5 separate regions of the Mus musculus genome follow, and regions 1, 2, 4 and 5 are each linked to region 3. Evidence: chromatin contacts called from public HiChIP or PLAC-seq and promoter capture Hi-C data. All regions are on one chromosome and are shown on one strand. The core of a region is the stretch at or near the end of the contact, and the rest is flanking DNA. Distances in the headings are between cores, read along the strand shown. Region 1 holds the start of Zfp74 (zinc finger protein 74). Region 2 holds the start of Zfp420 (zinc finger protein 420). Region 3 holds the start of Fbxo17 (F-box protein 17). Region 4 holds the start of Zfp82 (zinc finger protein 82). Region 5 holds the start of Syne4 (spectrin repeat containing, nuclear envelope family member 4).

What was found. Promoter capture Hi-C pulls out the DNA fragments that hold promoters and counts their contacts. HiChIP or PLAC-seq counts read pairs in DNA pulled down with a chosen protein or histone mark. Capture Hi-C pulls out chosen DNA fragments and counts their contacts.
Region 1: a contact with region 3 is called in an H3K27ac HiChIP or PLAC-seq map of large pre-B cells, with 3 times the contacts expected there. The contact joins the promoter of Zfp74 here to the promoter of Fbxo17 in region 3. A contact is called at or near these places in 2 of 39 promoter capture datasets (hippocampal neurons and liver) and 1 of 115 datasets of contacts at active chromatin or transcription factors (large pre-B cells).
Region 2: a promoter capture Hi-C map of cranial neural crest shows a contact between it and region 3. The contact joins the promoter of Zfp420 here to the promoter of Fbxo17 in region 3.
Region 4: a contact with region 3 is called in a promoter capture Hi-C map of adipose tissue, with 3 times the contacts expected there. The contact joins the promoter of Zfp82 here to the promoter of Fbxo17 in region 3. A contact is called at or near these places in 2 of 39 promoter capture datasets (both in liver) and 1 of 9 other capture datasets (adipose tissue).
Region 5: a contact with region 3 is called in a promoter capture Hi-C map of liver, with 3 times the contacts expected there. The contact joins the promoter of Syne4 here to the promoter of Fbxo17 in region 3. A contact is called at or near these places in 2 of 39 promoter capture datasets (cranial neural crest and liver).

Annotation. Positions count from the first base shown.
Region 1 is chr7:29,952,584-29,955,406 of GRCm38.p6, reverse strand. Zfp74 (zinc finger protein 74) reads left to right here and starts at 1,342. Exons shown (of 6, transcript NM_178384.4): 1 at 1,342-1,552. It overlaps C230062I16Rik (a long non-coding RNA gene), which reads right to left. Exons shown (of 4, transcript XR_003946630.1): 1 at 1,451-2,823.
Region 2 is chr7:29,858,714-29,861,413 of GRCm38.p6, reverse strand. Zfp420 (zinc finger protein 420) reads right to left here and starts at 1,435. Exons shown (of 4, transcript NM_172740.2): 1 at 1,321-1,435; 2 at 346-398.
Region 3 is chr7:28,715,510-28,718,286 of GRCm38.p6, reverse strand. It overlaps Fbxo17 (F-box protein 17), which reads right to left and starts at 1,497. Exons shown (of 7, transcript NM_015796.2): 1 at 1,249-1,497.
Region 4 is chr7:30,071,435-30,074,134 of GRCm38.p6, reverse strand. Zfp82 (zinc finger protein 82) reads left to right here and starts at 1,312. Exons shown (of 7, transcript NM_177889.5): 1 at 1,312-1,354; 2 at 1,996-2,106.
Region 5 is chr7:30,313,331-30,316,165 of GRCm38.p6, reverse strand. Syne4 (spectrin repeat containing, nuclear envelope family member 4) reads right to left here and starts at 1,350. Exons shown (of 8, transcript NM_153577.2): 1 at 1,080-1,350; 2 at 766-904. The coding sequence starts at 1,207. It overlaps Alkbh6 (alkB homolog 6), which reads right to left. Exons shown (of 7, transcript NM_198027.3): 7 at 1,863-2,247. The coding sequence ends at 1,984.

The DNA.
Region 1 (2,823 bases), core at 93-2,592, 1.2 Mb before region 3:
TCATGGATATGTGTTTGTGTATGGAATTCTCTGTGGTGTCTGATTAGGAACCAACACTGTATGGGAGAAGCTATCTGTGGTGCTGGGATAGACAGAAAATAAAAGTTAGGATGGGGGTGGGCCTGTCAAACAGAAGCTGGGCGATTTATCTGAGCTTGAGGCCAGTTTGGGCTACATGTCAAGCGATGGCAAATTCAAGAAGTTTATTTGACAGCAACAATATTATGAAAGGAAAAGAGAAACAAACTATTGCTTAGAGTTCTATATTCTGTGTGAAATAAAATAATGTTGCTTAAATACTATGATAAAGGAACTATGTACACTATACTATCTATCTAAAGCAGGGGCTGAGAGACAGATTAGGCATCAAGAGTACTTGTTGCTCTTGAAGAGGACCCATGTTTCATTCCCAGAACTCTCAGGGAGTGGTTCACAAGCACAGGCCACTCCAGTTTCGGGGAATCGGATGCCCCCTTCTGGTCTCTCTGTGTATTGCATGCATGAACTGCAGACAAAATACTCAAAACACGTCAAGTAGAAATAAATAAACCTTTAAAACAAACAAACAAACAACAACAACAACAAAAAACCCTTGTTCACTAAAGAGTATTATCAGGACAATAAAAGGACAAATTACTCCTACAGCAAGGGTGGAAAGTATTTGTAAAAACGTATATCTAATAACGTCCCCCTCCCCAGTGGTGATTGTTTTGTTTTGATGGAGAGAGAACGGCTAACTGGTACAAGGGTCTAGTTGACTAGTAAATGGCTCCGTTTCCTTAGGATCTAGTTAGTATGTAGACATTGCTCAGCAATGGTGTTTACAATCCTACGTTAACAGTCCAGTAACACTGTCGGTCAGAACAAGGAGTCTACGAAGTATAGACAAAAGCATGTTTCTGACAAAATTGGAAGATAGCAATGAAACGCTGCAAGAGAACACCCAGCCATGATTACAAAAGTGGTTGCAAATTCACACAGTTTTAAATGTCACTGAACTTCAAGGTCTCTTAACTCTATAAACTCCACACCCTGACCCCATAGTCTAGTTCTCACACACACGTATTCACGTAACTCCTCCTTCTGCCTGCTACCAAGAGTTTGTGACTCCGGAGGACCATCCCCATCATAAAGAGGTAGACAATCTCGGGAGAGAGCCCTGATCCAAGGGAACTAAACAAACTCAGCCGTGCTCTCTTCCTGGCTCAGACTCCCTAACCCTGAAAGTCTCATAGCCGAGGGCCAGTTTTTCATTTGGGTGAGCACAGGTCTCGGGCCGCGAAGGGCTCTGGGAAATGTAGTTCAAAGCAAGAACGCAAGGGATCCTTTCGGATTCTTCTCAGTTGCAAGTTGCACCCCCAGGCTGTGAATGCCAGGCCGCGGGGTAGCCGCTGCTACAAAACCCGCCCAGGCTCAAGCCGGTCCCCCTGCCGCAGCGCCGCGCCCTTACCCGAGCCTTGGCCACTCTCCTGACTCGCACGCCGAAGGCCAGACCCGCCCGGCGAGCCGCGCGGCCCTCTGGGAAGTGCTACCCTGCGCCTAGCGGACCCAGGTTTGTGGGTCTTCTTTCCCAGCCTAGCAGCACCAGGCCGTAGCCCGGAGGCTGTGAGCCTTGGGCGGCGTCGGGTTGGGGGATCGAGACCCGTGGCCCGGCTCAGCGTTGAGTCCCGGAAGCCGTGAGCTGGAGGCCAGGACTCTTTGTGCTGGGTGGAAGCCAGGGCCCTGTAGAGCGGTCGCGGGTGTGGGTAGAGGACGGGATGCCTGCGGTTTGCAGCAGCCGTGATGTGACTATAATTTGCTCGTTATCCTTTATGTGCCTTTACGAACGTGGGTGCACATGTGATGGCTGAGATAATGAATGAATGCATTAATGAAAAACTCTGTGGGTGGAAGTTAGGCGGGTAGGATTGTGTGGAGATGTGTGAAGACCGCGTTTGAACGAGTGCTACCTTTAGCCGTTTATAATAATTGAAAATATTTTTATATGAAGCATCAGTATCTCCAGGACTTGACTATTTTCCTGTATTGACAAACTGTCTTGTGTACATGACAGGCGAAATTCATTTGCCTTGCAGCCCAACTCCATTTCCCAAATAGCAAGATACAGAAAAGCCCAAAGACTAAAAATTATTTATTTCTCCTAGTCAGTCATGCAGCTCCTGACAAATTGACTTCTTTACACTCGTGAGCATGAACGCGTACATTTATGTGCTCATATAAAGAGCATGGCCTCTTAAAAGAGCAGTAACGGGCTGGAGAAATGGCTCAGTGGTTAAGAGCACCGGCTGCTCTTCCAGAGGTCCTGAGTTCAATTCCCAGCAACCACATGGTGGCTCATAACCATCTCTAATAGGATCTGATGCCCTCTTCTGGTGTGTCTGAAGATGGCTACAGTGTACTCACATAAAATAAACAAATCTAAAAAAAAGAAAAAAAAAGAGCAGTAACATCATATATACAGTTCTGTAACTTACGGCTCTTATTTAACCATTGATGTTGTTAACATATTGACATCAACAATTACACATTTCAAGTGTATACCATTTAAACACACACACACAACACACACACACACATATATATATCCTGATTAATTTCTGTTTTCAACCTCTTGAAGTTATAAACCAAGTTCATGCAGAACTGTTTGGCAATGCTGTAATGTACCCCATTTCCTCCCTCATACCTCCTCTTGTTTCCTCCCTCTCTTCGGGTGGCTTTTAGAAGTGGAGTTGATATGTTAACAAGCATATCCTTATTAAAATCTTCCAAAATCTAAATAATTATACCCAATGTAAAGTTCTAACATCCTACAATATTACTGAA
Region 2 (2,700 bases), core at 186-2,685, 1.1 Mb before region 3:
ATGTATCCAGTATTGGAAAACATCTATTACAAATTACACATTTTCATTACTCTCAAAATATAAACATCAAATGCCATTGAGTTAATGCATGCCTTTAACCCAGAACTTGGAAGGAAGAGGACGATGGGTCTTTATGATTTCAAGGCCAGTGTGTACTACATAAAGAGGTTCAAACCAGGCAGAGACCTGCCTCAAAAATAAGTAAATAGGAATAAATAAATTGCCTTGTTCCTCCATTATAAGAGAAGACTTGGGTAGGAGACAGTCACAAAAACAACAATAAAGTAAAACAAAGATCGTTTTCTGACATGATAAAGGCTGTTGAGGAGACAAATATCTGCTTACCTCAAACTTCCCTTCTAGATGGACAATGGCCATTTTTCCTCTTCTGTGTTGTACTTTGAGAATAAAAAAGTTAAATGAGATGCTATGTTGTTCTTGCCATATACTCTGAATTAGAGACAACCTCTTCCTCCGTCCCCACAGAGGGGTTAAGTCTTTACATTCTGGGAGTAATTGGGGAGAGACAAAGTCACAAGCAACTCAGGATCCTTTGGTAGATTCATGGTGGGGACCCCCCATGAATTCCAACAAAATTTCACCGTTGTACCCTACCACATCAGGGAAGGATCACAGGTAGAAACAAGAAAATTTCCACAGTCACATTGCTAGTGTCACAATTTACACTGTCAGAGCTACACCGTTGGAGCACTAACTCGTATATAGGACCCAAGCATGTACAATAACCAAACATTCTGTCAGGGACAAATACTGTCAGCGACATTCTTTTACAAGGGTGAACTTCTACTTTCTTTACAATCATGAGTACAGCACACAGCATCCTACAGTCACACACATACACACACGTACACACATAAACACACACGCATACATTCATACACACGCACTCACACAGTCACCCAAATGGGAGAACACTATAAAAGTCACAGGCGACGGAAACAAGCAATCGTAATCTCAGTGACACTATCACACATGTCTTCCGAGGCAAGCCAGTTATGCACAGGATACCAGGTACATCAACAACCTCAGAGTGACATAAACATCTAAATACCTCGCTATAACAGCACCGTTTCTCCACCATACACGTGGGCCGACACCATCAGTCCCAGAAACATCTCTAGTGAGATAAGCAACAATCACACACACCCTTGTGTGTCACAACTCATTCACACACAGCACGCCAACCACAAACCAAGGGTCGCAACAGGCTCCAAAAGCACAGGCTTGTGGCGTATACACGGGAGACACCGCCACCTAATGCCACAGACACGTCCTCCAGACGTTCCTCAGCACGCTCACCTCCGAGGGAAGCTCAGGGTCCCGCCTCCTGCGCCGGGCTCCACTACAGGCAGCCTGCTCTATGGGATGCTTAGGAGATCCTCCAGACACAACCCTCTCGTGACGCAAGTACCCCGAACTCTCGCCAGGAAACGGAAACGGCGTTCTGCTCCCGGTGGCTCTGGGAAATGTAGTCCAATGGCTGGGGCCAATGCCTGCCCCCCCCTCCCTCCCCTCCACCTTCTCTCTCACCCCTCCCTCTTTCCCTTCCACCTCTCCCCTCCCTTCCCCCTCTCTCCTTCCAAACCGCTCCTCTTTCCTCCCTCTCTCCCCCCAATCGCAATATTTGTGAGGTGATTTATACCTGTGGTAATGAGATTTTATACCACATGTGGGGTTGCTCAACAGAGATTCAGCCACTGTAGTTTGTTTGTGAAGGGTCACTACATATTTCTGGAATAATTGACTAGTTGCTCATGATGATCTGTGTTATCTTTCACCTGTATCCACTTCCAAACGACTTTCAAAGAACCCTTAAGTTTCCACTTCATTGGTTTGAAGGAGAATGGCCCCCACAGGCTCATATATTTGGATGTTGGTTCTCAGTTAGGAGATGTGGCCTTGTTGCAGGGGTGTACCTCTGTAGGTGGGCTTTGAGGGTTCAAGCCCAAGTGAGGCCTTAGAATCAGATGTGAGTTCTCACCTACTTGCTCTAGGGCAGAGCCTGCCTGATGCCATATTTCCTACCATGTTGACCACAGACTCACCCTCTGAAACTGTCTGCAAGCCTCTAATTAAAAGTGTTTTTTTCTTTTTTTCAGCCAGGCAGGGCTGACACACTCCTTTGATCCTAACACTTGGGAGGCAGAGGCCAGCAGATCTCTAAATTCAAGGCCAGTCTGGTCTACAGAGCAAGTTCTAGGAGAGCCAGGGCAATACAGAGAAACTCTGTCTTGAAAAAACAAAAGTATTTTTTCCTCCCAGAGGCAGAGTTAGGTGAATCTCTGAATTTGAGGCCAGTCTGGTCTATAGAACAAAGTCTAGGATACTCAGGGTTACACAGAAAGACTCTGTCTCTCTCATTCATATATATATATATATTTTTTTTTCCAGTAAGCTTGTATTTTTCAAAACCAACTTAAGTGTGCTTAAATGCTTTAACCTCCCTTCTAGCCTACCACCCACCAGAGGCAGTGGAAAGGAAAGGTTAATAGGGCAGAGGAGGATGTGGGCTGTTTAGAAATAGTTCTTTGGGGCAATCCCAGTCTTTGTTGTCAGGATAGCAGCAGGCAGTTCAATTCACAGGAATCAGCAGTGGTAGCTCGACTCACTTGTAAGCAATATTCACGAATCAGCCATAGCAGTGGCTTGCGTCCATCCAGAAGAAACCTCAAGGCTCTT
Region 3 (2,777 bases), core at 248-2,747:
TACTACTGGCCAAACTGATGGGGGCATCTGTTCAGTTGTGGGACCCTCTTCCCAAGTGATGTTAGCTTGTGTCAATTTGACATAAAACTAGTCAGCACACGGTCATTGTTTAAAATCAGATTTGCGCAGAGGCAGGCTCTGAGTTCGAGGCCAGCCTGGTCTACAGAACGAGTTCCAGGACCGCCAGGGCTACTGGCGAAAAACAGAACAAAACAAAACAAAACAAACCACTAAAATCAGATTTGTGTTATTTATACTTCCAAGACAGGGAGTGGAATAAACTGAAGAAATGAACTCAGAAGAACAAACGTTACACGGAAAGGAATAAACACAGCTGAAATGCATCAATGTAGCTAAGTCAGGAAACAGCCTGAGACCCTGAAGCACGCATTCTGCAAAGGGGCTGCCAGCCAGAGTGATCCAGCCGCGGCCCAGGGCCTACATGTTGGTCTGGGCTGGCTATTTCTTTTCCCCCTTTTCGGTTGGCTATTTGGGACATGGGTAGAGCTGCGAGAGGGGGTGCTGGGAGAACCTTTTCTTCTTTTTTTTTTTTAAATTTGATTTTAAATAAAAAGTAAGATGTTATTGTTGCGCAAGTGTTTGATGTGTATGCGTGTTAGTGTGTGGGTCAGAGGACAACACGTGGGTCTCCATTCTCGCCTTTAACTCTGAGTCTTGAGAATCACCAGGAGGCTTGGCGGCAGGCACTTTTTCCTGCCACCATCGACCCGGTAGACCTAGTTCCATAAAAACAAAGTATGTATGAAACGTGGGAAATGAAGCCCACTACTTTGTATGCTATCTTAAATGTTAGTAAAAAATAGTAGGGTGTGGCTGCGCACGGGTTTAGTCCCAGTACTGAAGAGGAAGAGGCAGGGGGATCTCTGAGTACAAGGCCAGGCTGGGCTACATAGCAAGGCCAGTCAGAGGTACAAAAGAAAAGAAAAAGAAAAACCACACACACACACACACACACACACACACACACACACACGGAATGTAAAGTCTTCTCAGTGGGACTTGTAGCTTTGCAACTTGCACGTGTACAGCTAGCTCAGTGTAAGAGTGCACTGCATAAGGGAAGAGTCTGGGAAACGATGTACAGACTCCTGGAGACTGCGTCCCTGGGGTGGGGTGGGTTGGGGGCGGGGAGGGGCACACAGAGCCAGTGGAGAGACTCCTCCATTCTCCAGACTGCTCCAGCCGCTGGTTTGGACACGACCCTCGAGTCCCATCCCAGGTCCGTACCTGTCCGGGAGCTCACCGGGCGGCCTGCTCTGAGTTGGCGGGGAAGATCCAATCCCTACCCGGCGCTGGAGGCAGTCGAAGAGTAACCCGAGGTCCGGGAAGTCAGCCCCGTGATCTGGGGTCCTAGTGGACCGTCTTCTTCTATGCTCAGGATCCCGGGGCCACCGGGCAACGTTGCAGCCTGAGTGAGCCCGGCCCAGGGCCGCCGAGCTAGGCCGCCTGTCCCTGAAACGTGGCTGCCAATCCCCTGGTGGACACCCCGGGCACCTCCCCTGCCCCCTTCCCTGAGACCCGCCCCGCCCCACTCTTCCGCCCCAGGCAGCTTTTCCTAACACCGTCGTCAGGGTAAATTCTTTGGTCCCTAGCGAAAGGCTCAGCTGTGGCTCTGACCGCAGATTTGAAACCAGAGAATGAAAGCAGAGACAGGATCGGTTCTTGGAAGCAGAATCCGTCTTTAGCAGAACCGTTCAACACGCGGGCTCCGCAGCAATCGCTACTCAGCTGTTCAGCTTAAGCGAACCCTTCCCCTCCAGGAAGATCAGCGACGCCCCCCCCCCATGACTCCTTAAATTTATTTATTTACTTATATATTCACTACCACCACCACCCATCTCCCACCCACTATGTAGCTATCCAGGAACACTATGTAGATCAGGCTGGCCTGAAACTCACAAAGATCCCCCTGCCTCTGCCTCTTGAGTGATAGGCTCCAAGGCAGATAACAGTACTTCTCAGCTATTGTTATTATTTTAGATGTATTATTTATTTTCATTTTGTGTGTGTACTGGGTGGTTTTGTGTGTTAACTTGACACAACTAAGAGTCATCGGGGAGGAAGGGGCCTCCGTTAAGAAAATGTCTCCATGAGATCCAGCTGTAGGGCATTTTCTCAATTAGTGATTGATTGGGGGGGGGGAGCAACCCATTATGAGCGGTGCTGTCCCTGGACTGGTAGTCCTGGGTTGTATAAGAAAGCAGGCTGAGCAAGCCATAAGGAGCAACCTTCCACTGCTTCTGCATCATCTCCTGCCTCCAGGTCCCTGTTCTGTCTGGGTTCCTGTCCTGACTTCTTTCAATAATGAACAGCAATGTGGAAGTATGAGCCAAATAAGCTCTTTCCTCCCCAACTTGTTTTTTGGTAACGGTGTTTCATTGTAGCAATAGAAACCCTAACCAAGACAATGTATATGAGTGTTTGCCTTCCTGTGCCTATGTGAACCACATGCATGCAGTATCCACAGAGGCAGGCAGGGGTGCTGTGAGCCTTGGAGTTACAAATGGCTGTGAGCTATTGCAGAAACCAGACTCAGGTTCTCTGTAAAAAAAACAGTCAACGCTCTTAACCACTGAGCCATCTCTCCAGTCTTTTCCAGGGTCTTTGTCAATCACTTTTCATTATTTATCTATGTACTTATTTATTTTTTTATGTGTTTTTATTGTGTGTAGGTGCAACACATGCATGGGAGTGTCGTTGCATGTGTGTGGGTCAGAGGTCATCTTTCCTTCAGCGGTGGGTTCTGGGGATTGAAC
Region 4 (2,700 bases), core at 63-2,562, 1.4 Mb before region 3:
AGTTATTAATTTTAAAACTAGAAATAAAACAGGTGTGTTTTCTCATGGAAGATTTAAACATAAATAAGACAACAACACCTTTTGACCTTATTTTCCCCAAGAGTAATCATAATCAGTAGTTTATTTCATGAGATGGCAAGTTCTGCCTGAGATCAGTTTTTTTTTTTTTTTAAGAATTATTTATTTATCTATTTATTTTAAAGATTTATTTATTTTTATTGTATATAAGTACACTGAGCTGTCTTCAGACACTCCAGAAGAGGGAGTCGATCATTACAGATGGTTGTGAGCCACCATGTGGTTGCTGGGATTTGAACTTCGGACCTTCGGAAGAGCAGTCGGGTGCTCTTACCCACTGAGCCATCTCACCAGCCCCCGAGTTTTTTTTTTTTTTTTTTTTAATTAATCATGTTTATGTGCTATATAGCATGTTCCATGTGGGAGTGATTCTACCACCTGACTCATTGTTTTATCAGGGTAGGGCTGTGCCTTCGTTAGTCACTGCTTAGTATTCATTGTTATCCCTATTTACTGAAAGGCTTAACTTTCCACAAGCTGTAGCATTAGAGAATATAATTATAGATGATCAATTAATCAGAAATTTAACCATCACGTTTACTTTATATACTTGAGACCAGGTCTTATATAGCCCTGGCTGGCTTGGAACTCACTATGTAACTCAGGCTGGCCTCAAACTTTTGAGTGATTCTTCTGCCTTCAAAGTGATAAGAATATAGGCACATACCAGCTCAACCATTTTATTATTTATTTTCTGGCAATTTAAAAATATAGGAACGAAAGGTATTTAAGTTGATGATCCAGCACTTTAATCCCAGCATTTGGAAGGCAGAGGCAGGAGGATTTCTGAGTTCAAGGCCAGCCTCGTCTACTGAGTGAGTTCCAGGACAACCAGGACTACACAGAGAAACCCTGTCTCTCCAAAAAAAAAAAAAAAATCCTGGTTAAGAAAGAAGAAAATCTTAAGAACCTGGGTAAAAGCAAACTACATGATAGGAATGTCCTTTAAAATCTTATTCTAAGACGTAGTCATTTGCAGTCACCTCCACAACAAACATGACTATATCAAATGCACAAATCTCCAAACGAAAATCCGATTTTCCTCAAATACTTAATCAGAGTTGAGGTTCTGCTCCTCTCCCTGTCCTGGTCCCAAACGGAGCACACAGTGAGTGTGGCGCATGCGCACGCGGTGCGTGCGGCTGTCCCTCCCAGCAGTCCCCGCGCAACGCCCTGTAGGCTCTCGGGGGTCTGGAGATGCAGCCACTGTCACCTCAGCGCGTGGGGCGGGGCAACTGAGCCGAGCCTGGGTCCCAGTTCCGTGAACTTAGTGAAGGTGCTGCAGGGAGCAGGGGGTAAGGGCGGGGACAGGGAGGCCCCGCGCCCCTCATACTGGGTCCGCGCCTCGGCTTGCTGCGTGGGGACCACAGTGGCGAGCTGTGCCTGCTGGGCGTGGCAGGGCGTCGGGGTGGCAGCCACCGCGACTGAGTGCGGCCCGGAAGCCACGGCGTGATGGCATTTGTGCGAGTGAATGGGGTGCAGAGCGGTTGTGTGAGCGAGGTTGCCGAGGTCCTGGTGTGTGTGATTCTGGCCCCAGGCTCGGCTGCGGTGTAGCCACATCAGTCCCAAAGAGGAATGGTTCCCCAGCCATTCACCTGAGCAACACACAAGACTCCCAGTAAACAAAGCAAAGAGCTCCGGGTCTTGAGAGGGGTCTGAAAGATGGTCCCCGATCCCCAACACACACACCCTTGGCTGGTTCCCTGGGGTTACCCCCAACACGCCACACGTGCTCAGATACAGTCACTCGCTGGACAGGCTGTGTGCGATCCACCTAGGGAGCTATTGTAAACTTCCTGGCCATCTGCCGCCCTGGCCTTTCTTAGGTACCAGGGCAGGACAGCTGAACTCGCTCCCGGGTGTGAGTGATGGGTGGTGGTGACCGATTGGTTGTGTCTTGTGCTTTGATTTAACTAGGCTGGACAAGGCTCCGAGAAAAGTTTGGACGTTAACATTCGCTCCTACTCCAGCCTGCCTTTAAGTGCTCACAGGAAGGGGAGGGATAAATCGCTGTTGCCTGTTTAAAAGGTAAGGTCAGGGGGGGTCAATCTTACCTCTTGGATCTGTGAAAGGCACTTTAATTTTTTAGTGGATCAGAACATTTGTTATTTTTAAATGTCTGGTTCTTAGAAACAGAGCCTGACTCCTTACACCACCCAGTGCCTGTACGTACATACGTATCCGCTTTTCAGTGTTTTTTTTTTTGGGGGGGGGGGACAGGACGACAACCCTCCCTCCAAGGAGATCGGGCTTTATTTTTATAGCTGGGTTTTATTTTTAATACTATGCTGTAGAGCTCTTAGAACAGTTGCTGATATTCATAAATACCAAATGCTTAGTAAACAGCAGCTGTTTGTTAATGTGGTGATTAGGGGTGATTCCAACACCAAGGGAGTGGTGTGTATGGGTATCTACTTAATTGTGATGTACATTTATTTTTAAGATTTATTTTTGTAAAAAAAAAAAGGGGGGGGCTGGAAAGATGGCTCAGCGGTTAAGAACACTCTTCCAGAGGTCCTGAGTTCAATTCCCAGCCACCACATGGTGGCTCACAACCATCTGTAATGGGATCTAATGCCTTCTTCTGGTGTGTCTGAAGACAGCTATAGTGCACTCACATAC
Region 5 (2,835 bases), core at 101-2,600, 1.6 Mb before region 3:
GGCTGCTGCCTTGTGGATGTTTCTCTGAAGCCACACCCATTCGAGAACCAACATTTGGGCTGCTCCCACTTGGCAGCCCTTTACACCAAGGCTGAAGACATCTAATTTAAGATTTCCAGGTTCCCGAGCCTTCTAGAAAGGTCTTTATATGGGTCTAAACTAGGAAGGATAATGGAGCAGAGTACCCCCAAAAGGAATGGGGTTATTAATAAAATTCTCATTTCCTACTTGGTAAAACGTGGAAATATGTCCAGCTTGGAGATGATAAAATGTAACTCCAGTTCTCTGAGGCAAGAGAACTGAAAGTTCAAGGGCAGCCTGAGCTACACAGTGAAAGCATATCTCAAATAAGGAGGTCGGGGGAACCGGGGAGATGGCTCAGTTGATAAAATGTTTGCTGTACAAGCAAGTGCTCAAAGAACCAAGCATGTGGCACCGGCTGGTCAGTGACTGGAGGCAGATTCGTGGCGCTCACTCACCAGCCACCCTAGCCAGGTTCAATGGGAGACTCTGTCACATAGTGGAAAGTGACTGAGAGACACTGGCACCGGCACGCATGATGTGCCTGTATCCCTGCTCACACTTAGGCACACAGAGTAAATACACAAAACGATTAAAAATAAGTGAAATACTGATTGGCAACCAGATGTCCTTACGGTGTCCCTTCCTCCACAGCACCCCCCAGAATCATATCATCTGAGCAAGGGGCAGATTCCGGGGGACAGACAGGAAGTGGGACTGGAACAGAGGGTGTGCTCAGCTCACCTCACAGGGCTTGCCCCCGTCTTGATGCTCATGGGAAGAGGCCAGGGGGAGTCTTGAGGGGCTGGTGGCAGACTCAGTGCTCTTCAGTTCACCCATGCAATGCTCAGGCAGGCCCAAGGAGGCCTGGACCTGCTCTGGCCTAGAGAGGAGAAAGGTTGATGGGCCACCTGTGAGGCACAGTGTCTCCTTTTCCACCTCACCATATGCCCACTTTTCTCCATGTCCTTCTTCAGTCAGTCACACATGGCCCTTCCCACAGACCCCTCCCTCCCTCCCTCCCTCCTTCGGAACCACTATCAAGCCCCAGTCCCCACCTGCTTGTCTCTTCCTCAGGTGCAGGGCAGATGGTCCCTCCGACAACATCCAGCTCTCTAGGAGCTGCCAGGGGACAATTCACAGGCTCTGGCGGGAATTCACGGCCAAGAGGTGGAACCAGGGCCATGGCCGTGCACTTGGGGATCGTCAGGTGAGGATGTCCAGTAACAGCAGCCGCTTTCTTAGACAGTCCAGACCCCCATGCTTTCTCAGCAGGACTCACAGCCTAAGTCCGAGGCTACTGAGGGGCCCAGGGGCCAGCCTAGCTCCACCCCTTCCTGGAAGAACCTGGACTAGAGAAATCTGATGCCTGGCTGAGGTGCGGAGGCATTTAACTCCTTCCTCCCCAGCAGGAGAACCTAAACCTTCCAATACCACCCGCTCGCCATCGTGGGGCTTTGAGAGAAAACGTCACCCATCTCAAGACCTTGGATCCTGTCACCTTCAGGGACACCTGTGTCTCAGGGCCCGTCCCATTCATTTAAAGTCTCAGGTATAAGGATACTGAAAAAAAGTCCCAGCACCTGGCAGCTAAAGCCTGTCACCTCAGGCAAGCTGGTCTCAAGTTCAAGGCCAGCCTAGGCAACTTATGGAAGCCCTATTGCAAAACTAAAAAATAATGCAATTGTTGCCTGGGTTGTAGTTTAGTGGTACAGCATTTGTCTAGCATCCAAGAAGCCCTAGGTTCTATCTCCAGTATTGAAGGGGGAGGGGGGGGCAGAGAGAAAGAAACTGAAGTATCTCTTCCCATCTAGTTAAAAAAAAAAAAATCCAAAACGAGTAAAGGTATTTTCTGTTTATTTGGAATGGTGTCTTCTCCATGGTTTCCATAGTTACTGGGGAAATAAATAACCCTGGACAGCTACCTCTGCCCTAGGGTTCCAAGGTCTTAGAACCTGGTGGTCACTTGCTCAGCAGGAGGCTGGCGCGCAGCACACGGGGCACGCGGCGAATGGTCAGTGAGACACGGGTGCCGCGCACCAGGTGGGCTCCGGGCAGCGCTGACTTGCAAGCGGTGGCATTGGGTGGCAGCGAGGTGGCGTCCAGCTCATCCACACGGGTAGCTGAGATGCCGTGGAGCAGGCGTGTGTAAGCTGTGCCCCGGAGCACCAGCAGGCTCCGTGGTTCCACCAGCAGCGAGGTGATGGGCCGTTGAGGAGGCCTGGGCTGCGGGAATCAGTTGATAATGGTAAATGGATATCCAGAGTTTGGGAGTGTGTGAAAAGTCAGCGGGCATCCGTAGCTGGTCAGGGGACAAGGGTCAGCAGGCCCTCAGGAGTGGTAATCTATAGGTTCTGGGGACAAGACTATTGGCCCGCCGTGTGTGTGTGTGTGTGTGTGTGTGTGTGTGTGTGTGTGTGTCCAGTTCTTTGGGAGGAGACAGGGCCTATGCTGCATTTTAAGACATAAAGGGCTACTACATTGTGGGAGCTTCAGCTGGCATCTGAGGGGCTGGGACAGACATGGGCAGTCCTAGGGATACTTACGCAGAGCTAATCTGGGGGTGCACTGCTGGGGTCAGGCTCTAATACAGAGGTTAAAGGGAATGGCCTATCCCGGGACTCTGGCTGTTAGGGAGGCTTTACTCAGGAATGGTATTACAGCAAGCCTGCCTGGGTAGAAGAGATGGAAAAGACGGAACTTTAGGGAGTGGAGCTAACATCTGGCCAGGGTGTTCGGAGAGTTGGAGGAAGACTCTATGAACACTGGGGTATCAAGAATGCATGACTTAAGAGCTAGCAGTCAGAGATAAGG